2 separate regions of the Xenopus laevis genome follow, and region 2 is linked to region 1. A link is a contact called in public Hi-C data. All regions are on one chromosome and are shown on one strand. Each heading gives the region's core, a stretch centred on a gene start, on an enhancer-like site or on the middle of the called end of the contact. The rest is flanking DNA. Distances are from core to core; before and after follow the strand shown.

Region 1 (4,274 bases), core at 571-3,070:
ACTACAAATGTATTGTTATTTGTTACTTTCTATTTATCATCTTTCTAGTAAGGTCATATCCTATTCATATTGCAGTCTCAATCAAATGAATGGTTGCTAGGGTAATTTGGACCCTAGTTACCAAATTGCTTGAAATACAAATTGAACAGCTGCAGAATAAAAAGCTAAATAACATGAAAACCTTAAATAAAAAATAACCAATTGCAAATTGTCTCAGAATATCACCCTCTACAACATCATACTAAACGTTAACTCAAAGCTGAACACCCCCTTTAATGCACTGCCACTGGCAACTAAACCCAGGGCCAACTCATCATCTCTGAGCCTTTCTACCTAAGATTCCTTAAAGCAGTGATCCCCAACCAGTAGCTCGTGAGCAAAATGTTGCTCTTCAACCCCTTGGATGTTGCTCCCAGTGGCCTCAAAGCAGCTGCTTATTTTCGAATTCCAGGCTTGGAGGCAAGTTTTGGTTGTATAAAAACCAGGTGCACTGCCAAACAGAGTCTCAATGTAGGTTGACAATCCACATAGGGGCTACCAAAAGGCCAATCACAGAATATATTTGGCAGCCCAAGAACATTTTTCATGCTTGTGTTGCTCCCCAACTCCTTTTATTTCTGAATGTTGCTCACGGGTTCAAAAGGTTGGGGATCCCTGCCTTAAAGGGATACTGTCATGGGAAAACATGTTTTTTTCAAAACACATCAGTTAATAGTGCTACTCCAGCAGAATTCAGCACTGAAATACAACTCAAAAAAATAAACAGATTTTTTTTATATTCAATTTTGAAATCTGACATGGGGCTAGACATATTGTTGGTTTCCCAGCTACCCCCAGTCATGTGACTTGTGCCTGCACTTTCGGATGGAACTACTTTCTGGTAGGCTATGTCTCCTACTTAAACTGAATCAGTCTCAGTGGAACTTGGCTTTTACTATTGAGTGTTGTTCTTAGATCTACCAGGCAGCTATCTTGTGTTAGGGAGCTGCTATCTCGTTACCTTCCCATTGTTCTGTTGTTAGGCTGCTGGGGAGGGGGTGATATCACTCCAACTTGCAGTGTAGCAGTAAAGAGTGACAAGTTTATCAGAGCACAAGTCACTTGACTGGGGGCAGCTGGGAAACTGACAATATGTCTAGCCCCATGTCAGATTTCAAAATTGAATATAACAAATCTGTTTGCCCTTTTGAAAAATGGATTCCAGTGCAGAATTCTGCTGGAGCAGCACTATTAACATGTTTTCCCATGACAGTATCCCTTTAATTTCACCCAGCCCTGGTTTGTAAAAAAAAACTCCTTTCTGATCAGATTGGCAGAAGAGGATCTAATGGTTGCAGGTACTGTTGGCAACTAGAAAAAAAAAGCCTAATAACTAAATGTTACTGACAAATGAAACAAATAGTAAAATTTCACTTATTCTCAGTTTCACAGACTTCATTTTACTTGCCCCTAGTTTGTAAATTTTTGGTAAAATTAGAAGAGTCTCTAATGGCGGCAGGTAGTGTTGGAAACATACAAAAAGTGTTTTTCATTGTTTTAGTTCCCTGGCACAAGTTCCAATGAAATATCGGGAGCTGAGGTGCCAGAGGGCATGGCAGACAGATAACCAACACAAACTAAGTCTTATTTTCTCTTTTGTTCTCTAAAAACCAATAGGAGGTTCGAGCATTGGAAAATCCACCGGAAGACAGAAACACCGCCACTTAGTAGCGCCTTCCAACTCTCTGTTTGTAACACTCACAGGCGGCTACGTGATGCGTCACTGCGCTTACGTGTAGCCGCGACGCTGCAGTCTCGCGTGATGAGACTTGTGTTGTCGGGATTTTCTGTACACCGCAAGGAAAGGAGCTTCTAGTTATAAGCTTTAGTTATAAGCTTTGCAGGACTTGTAAGTAGCATTTCGGGATTTTGGTCTGTGTTAGGGTTTATTGCCATTAATATGCGTGGAATGTGATGTAAGTAGCCCAGGGTCCGCAGTTAATGGCCTTATACATGCCGATGCCCATTTGTGGGCAGTAACCAGGGGTCTCGGACCATTTATATTGCTTCCTGTTTATATCAATGTAAAGCAAGTAAAGTTACAGCAGGCATTATGCATTTAGCAGCAGTCAGAAGGCTGGGTTGCCATATCTTATGTAGAGCTGTCATTTAACATTAATGTTACACAACTGATATTTCTTTTTGCATTTTAGGTTGAAAAATGGCTACAGGAGCAGATGTTCGTGATATTCTGGAATTGGGGGGTGGGGATACAGAAGTCACTGGGATGATCAACAAAAAGGACATCATTAATGCAGATAAGGTACATTTCTGTGGGGTTGTAGTAAAACTACATCCTATTATATCTCCATACACTTTAGAGCAAGGAGGCCAGGGATTTCTCACTATTGATGTGCTAGCAGGCCAGAATGAACCTCTACAGAACATACGCCAAAACATGTTTTATTATAATCACTTCTAGAAAATCTGCATTTTACTCAGTTGTAGAAGAATATATTTAGGTCAGTTGTAGTTCTAGTGTCATACAGACATTGTGGCCATGTCTCAAATAGTGGTTTCTTTGCTGAAACCAGCAATACTGCAAAATACTGCTTGTGCATACCGCCACTGACTTGATTTGGACCTGACGTACACATTATTGGCTGGAAATCCACCTCTACATGCAGTGACGGTTTATTGTCAGTGGAGTTTGTCCAGCATTCTCCACTGACTGATCTACACTGGTTGAGAAACACTGCACGTGCCATTGGCCTTTATTAAGTCAGTTGCAAACGCTTCCCTGTGTTCCCTGCCCAACTAACTTTAGCCGTTGCAACTGGGGATGTGTTCTCTTTCAAACTTCCTATCAGTGCACAGGTTAGAGTTGGCTCTTTTCTTTTGAAACCATGTGGGCAGTACACTGAAAATGGAAAGAAGTGGTACAAAAATTAATAATCTATTAAGCATTCCGATGATAAGCTTCGTTTGCAGTAACTTTTGAATTAAGTAGCCTTCTCATTTTTATCAAATATATCCCCCAACTTTTTTTCTATGCAAATAGACTGTGAATGTAAATTATTTTATGTTTGTTGTTAACTATACACAGCGCTGCACATACATTTTCCTGCGCTATGTGTTGGTGTGTTGTTTGATGGCTTGACTAAGGCAACAAGGGATTGATAAAAGTTGGTGCCTGAGCCAGTCCTACTCTAAATATGTTATATAATTTTTTCATATCTGCCCAGGTGTAAGAGCTATTATTTTAATTTTCTTGGTTATGTAAGAGTATTCAAAAAATAGTGCCCTTTATTTTTGTATTCATTTTGTGATTCAGGATTTTTGCCTCTTGTGCTATATAGGCATGGTAATCTTTCCCTCCACCCATTTGCATTTTTGTAAATACAGGCACTCATGCAGCTGCTATTTTCTTCATATACCTGTTAAATAATCAATAATTGCTTTTTAGATAACAGATATTTTGAAATATTTCCTTTCCTTTTTCATGTACCTTTATGTTATCTGTGTACTGGTACATTCTGCAAATAAACAATTTCTCTGTCTCAAATTAACATACTTATGTCTCTTATTATAGAAAAAATCCAAGAAAGCTTCAGAGACTCTGACTTTTAAGCGTCCAGAAGGCATGCATCGAGAGGTGTATGCACTTCTCTACTCTGACAAGAAGTAGGTTGGGGTTATTTTTAGGGTTTTATAGTGTTATAGGGGATAATAGTATTGATATGCAAACAAGACAAATTCTGATGATTTTTTATTGGAGTATTCTGTATTAGAAGAATATTTAAAGGAGCACCTCTATTATTATTAAATTCAATTCCAGCTGTCAGTATGGATTATTCTGTAATTCTCCAAACTTCTACCTTCACCAAAGATCCAAAGCTTTAACAGAGGTTGTCTGGGTCTGCAATTTCGCTCATTCTCTTTGTAAAACCTGTAGTAGGCATCTCTAAGTAGAAGTGTTATGAAGACATATGAGCATTTTTGTTTAATCATCTTGAGCAATTTAAGAATAGTTTTTTTATTGTGAGTATACAATCGATCATTTAATTTTTCAATTTCCTGTGGACCACAAAAAAACAGCATAACATCTGGGACAGAAACTATTCAGCTTGCCTGCATCCGACCAAAATGGCTTAATTTCCAAAAAAAATGCAATATCCAGGCACTTGAAATTGAGGTTTAATTGTATATGAAGAATAAATGCATGCTTCTATTTTAACAAAATATCTCTTTAAATTTCTGTTTATCTCTACTATAGTAAAATAAACAGTTTTCAC
Region 2 (4,274 bases), core at 897-3,396, 230 kb before region 1:
TATTATACAATTCTTTAATACCAACATTGTAACTGATGACTTTATTTGTGTGCCAATAATATGCACTACTGAAAACAGGGGCGGGGAGCAGGGCCAGGGCCCGCACCCCCTCAGGGCCCCCCGGCAGTCCGCTCGCCATGCATATCCCGGCCAGTTCCGGGTTTACGGAGGGGGGCAGGGGCCCGGCTGCCCCCCTCTAGTTCCGTTTCTGACTGAAAATGTGATAACAACAAAATGAAAAGTCAAATGCAATGTTTGAAAAACATATGTTTTATTGTTGCAACAAATAAACACATATATATATATATATATATATATATATATATATATATATATATATATATATATATATATATATATATATATATGCGTAACTTGCTGGTGCTATATAAATAAATTATGATGATGTCTTTGTTTGCATGACTGTGATTGGCTATCCCTCTCTTTCTGTGCTTCTGGCAAGGACCATAAGAACACACCCATCCCTTATTTGAAACAGTAGCAATCTATGCAGAGCTCCATTAAGGGAACATTTTTAAAGATAATAATCATTTTTAGACCATAGTGAAAGTGCTTTACCTACTGCCTGAATATCTACAGCGCCTGCATGCCTGCATAAAAACACTATTGTGCCAGCTCTAGGGCTTCACAATTTCATGTTTGCTCTTTGATTTGTGCAATTTATATGCTGGCAGAACACATGGCATGGCTCAATGAGCTGACCACAGTCACAGAAAGGATTAAACAACAGACTGCAAAATGAACTAGATGAATTTAGTAGCAATACAATCTAGCCTTGCAATGAGAGTCACTAAATAAACAAAGCCCGAAGTGCAAGGTTTGTTACATTACCTCTCTCTACAGCAAACTAATTATCAGAAGGTGAACTTTCTGTTAAAAGAATGTAATTACATTTTGCCAGTTTCTGCACTTTTACTTTATAACAAGAGTTATTTTTGGAAAGAGCTGATCAATTATCCTTGTCAATGCCTTTATACCTTTTTTTTTTTTTTTATTTATTTTTTTTTATTTGACTTCACCTGAGCTTTTATTTGGCCACTTTGGGTGAGTATTGGTTACACACGCAGTACCTGTCCTCCTCCCAATATGTCACCAGAGATCTATTATCATATATGCTTGATATATTTCTAATCATACAGAAGATCAGTGGCCCCCCTGCAAAAAACTCTTCAGAGGGGGCCCAGCTCACTCCAATCCCCATCCTCCCACCCACTTCCAGTCTCCGGCCTCTTACTGTCCTGACTGCCCACTCCCCGCCCCGTGTCTCTGCTTCCCCGATTTAGGTAAGAGTCATTAGAGCAGTGACGTAACTATAGAGGAAACAGACCCGGCAGTCCAGGCCTCCTTTTTCCCCGGGCCCCCCTCATTTCTCTTAGCTTAGCTTGCCTCTCCTCATTGGGTTCTTAAAGGGGTAGTTTGCAGCGCCGGATTTGCAAAAAACACTCGCACGCTACCCCAATGCACAAACGCACACTACCCCCAACGTGCACCACCGATGGACACGCACGTATGCCTCTTACCCCAACTCGCAATGAAAACTCACCACTAGGTCCGCTTCTCCCACTTTAACTCTGTTCTGGGTGTCCTGCTGGAACCTGGAAATACAAATGTGCCGCCCTAGGCCTGGGCATTTGTGGCCTCACCACAAATCCCGGCCTGGTAGTTTTCCTTGAAAAGTAACTTTTAATTGAAAAAGGCAATTTGCAAACTGACTTTGCCTAGATTCCAGTTGTGAATTTTAATGGTTGCTAGTGTTCCACTGACCGTGCAACCAGGCAGTAGTTCAAATACTCCAACAAAAAGTTAAAAAAAAAACCTGAATTTTCCATAAAGGCAAGTATTTCATCCACCCCTTGCCAGTAAATAGTTTATTCCCATTTCTCTCCCAAAATGCTTTATTAAAAAAATCACAAATGCTATCCCATATGCTGCTCATTATTTACCCCAAATCATTGATTTTTTTTTTAAAAAAATTGTCTGTTCCCCAATGCATGTGCATTATAAAATCAGCTTTGATGATTTGCCTCCCCATGTCCGATTAACTTACTCATAAACATTAGGCTCAGAGTGTTGCGCATGCTCCACAATGAAGGCAAGGGAGAGTGGTGCTGGACATGAACACATGTCGCATATGATTTCACTGTCCTCTTGGAAATTCACTTATTTCAGAATAACATCACTGTGCCTGAAATGACCCATTGTTCATAAACAATAGCTCGGAAAACATAGTTCATCTTAAGTGCAAAGTGCCAGATCGTCAAATTAAAAGTAAAGTTCAGTGGACACACATGGAGCCATTCCTTATTGTTTATCTTCACTGTATGTGGGCTGGAGAATATTTAGCCCCTCTATGAATGCATTATGGGTACAAGTATAACATTGGAACATGAGCAACAAACTAAGTTTGTGGAAGTGAATAGTGGTATACATACAGTATGTGTGTTAGTGGGGATGACATAATAACAAACATAAAGTTTATTTTGCTTCCAGTAGCCCAATCAGCAGCAAGCATTTTATGGTCTGATAATAAAAAGCCAGCATTCTCAGTATTTATTATGGGGTACTAGACCCAAACATACTTGGTGCCTCTTATTAGCTACAAGCCCATGGTAGCAAAAATATGCTTAAGGCCCCCTATCCTTATGGGTCATAAACACAGAGCACTCCAGATACCACTGTTTCTTAGTACTATCCCCTAAAATTGGAAAATGCTAGAATTTTTCTTCCAAGATATGATATAATTTTTGCTAGGCCCCATGTACCCAATTGTAGTTGCAAATTCTGTAGCTATGGTTTCTAGGCAGCAGAAGAGACTATGCAAGCTGTGTCATGTATTCATTGCTATGAAAGTGACTCATTCGGTAGAGTAATTCTTTTAATTAGTCTCTGTCTTTTCAATGCAATAGGAATACAGCCAAGAGAAACTGCTACATTTTCCAGTATTTACTTTGGGATTTGGGCAAATCACAGCAATATTGCATTTTTTAAACTTTTATTTGGACAAATTCTGAGCCCCTGGCTCAACCAAATCTGAACCTCTGAGCACTGAAGAAATGAGGGGTAGAATTTTTTAAGGTTCATTTTTGGATGATGGGGGATTACTTTTGATTTAAATCCAAAATGTATGGATTTGGTGAATACACCTGCATCTATCCCTGTATCTACTGAACCTTGACAATGCCTGTAACACCCCGCAGGTTGTGTTTGTAAGATTCAGTGAGATGACAGCATCGTATTCAGTATGATGTGACTGTTCTCACTGCAAGGTGACAAACTGCAATTACTATTGTTTGTTTTCATAGCCTATCATGGTGCATACCTCAACTATATTCAGACAGACCACTTGGCTATTCGGAGGAGGAGGATACATTTTTCTTGCAGGAGTATTATTTTGTGGATCAAACCTTGCATAGAAAGTATCTTATCTGAAAGAGAGATCATCAGTGCATTTAGGTACAGGAGGCTTATAGCCTGCAATGGCTTTTACTCCCTTTCACATTCACCTAGCATCTCCAGTATCAGATTAAAGGGCTGTTTACCTTTAAACTAACTTTTAATAGTATGCAGAGAATGACATTCCAAGACTATTTATAATTGGCTTTTATTTTTTATTATTTGAGGTTTTTGAGTTATTTAACTTTTTATTCAGCAGCTCTCCAGTTTGCAACTTCAGCAGTCTGATTGCTAGGGTCCAAATGACCCTAGAAACCATGCATTGATTTTAATAAGAGACTGGAACATGAATAAGAGAGGGCCTGAATAGAAAGAGAAGTCATAAAAAGTAACAATAACAATACATTTGTAGCCTTACAGAGCATTTATTTTGAATGCTCTTTTTGAGATGTGACCCTCATTTGAAAGCTAGAAAGAGTCAGAAGAAGGAGGCAAATAATTAAAAAACTATAGAAAATAAATAACCAAAAAAGGTGAGATTTACCAGACGGTTTAAAATTAAACTTAGTAGTGCAAACCAACACTTGAATTACGAATTGATTAGCAGGAACAATGGCGCAGGGCCACGGGAGCTAAAAAAAAAATAACGTTTTTTTAAAAGATAAATGTTGCTCCAAATCACCCACCCAAAACTCACATGCACAACAATAAAAGGAAAACTATGCCCTGGGTAGAAAAAAACCTGTGTAGCACTGATGTACCATATACACTGCAATTCATACTAGCTATAAAGGGGAGTGGCTAGCAAGAATTCTTTGAATTTGATCATTGTCATTTTTTCCCAGCAAAAGTAGTGCTAA

What was found. A called contact is a pair of places that touch in the nucleus more often than the background predicts.
Region 2: a contact with region 1 is called in a Hi-C map of the XL177 cell line, with 2.9 times the contacts expected there. The contact joins the enhancer-like site here to the promoter of dmap1.L in region 1. A contact is called at or near these places in 2 of 4 Hi-C or Micro-C datasets (the XL177 cell line and the XTC cell line).

What each region holds. Positions count from the first base shown.
Region 1 is chr4L:86,603,141-86,607,414 of Xenopus_laevis_v10.1, reverse strand. dmap1.L (DNA methyltransferase 1 associated protein 1 L homeolog) reads left to right here and starts at 1,820. Exons shown (of 11, transcript NM_001094407.1): 1 at 1,820-1,888; 2 at 2,193-2,302; 3 at 3,572-3,663. The coding sequence starts at 2,201.
Region 2 is chr4L:86,836,738-86,841,011 of Xenopus_laevis_v10.1, reverse strand. The region is part of intron 1 of LOC108714277 (a long non-coding RNA gene); the gene reads right to left. Among protein-coding and RNA genes, the nearest start is that of LOC108714277, 26 kb to the right of the region's middle. Within about 2 kb of position 2,146, at least 1 of the 7 cell types and tissues checked has an H3K27ac peak or open chromatin away from gene starts, as enhancers often do.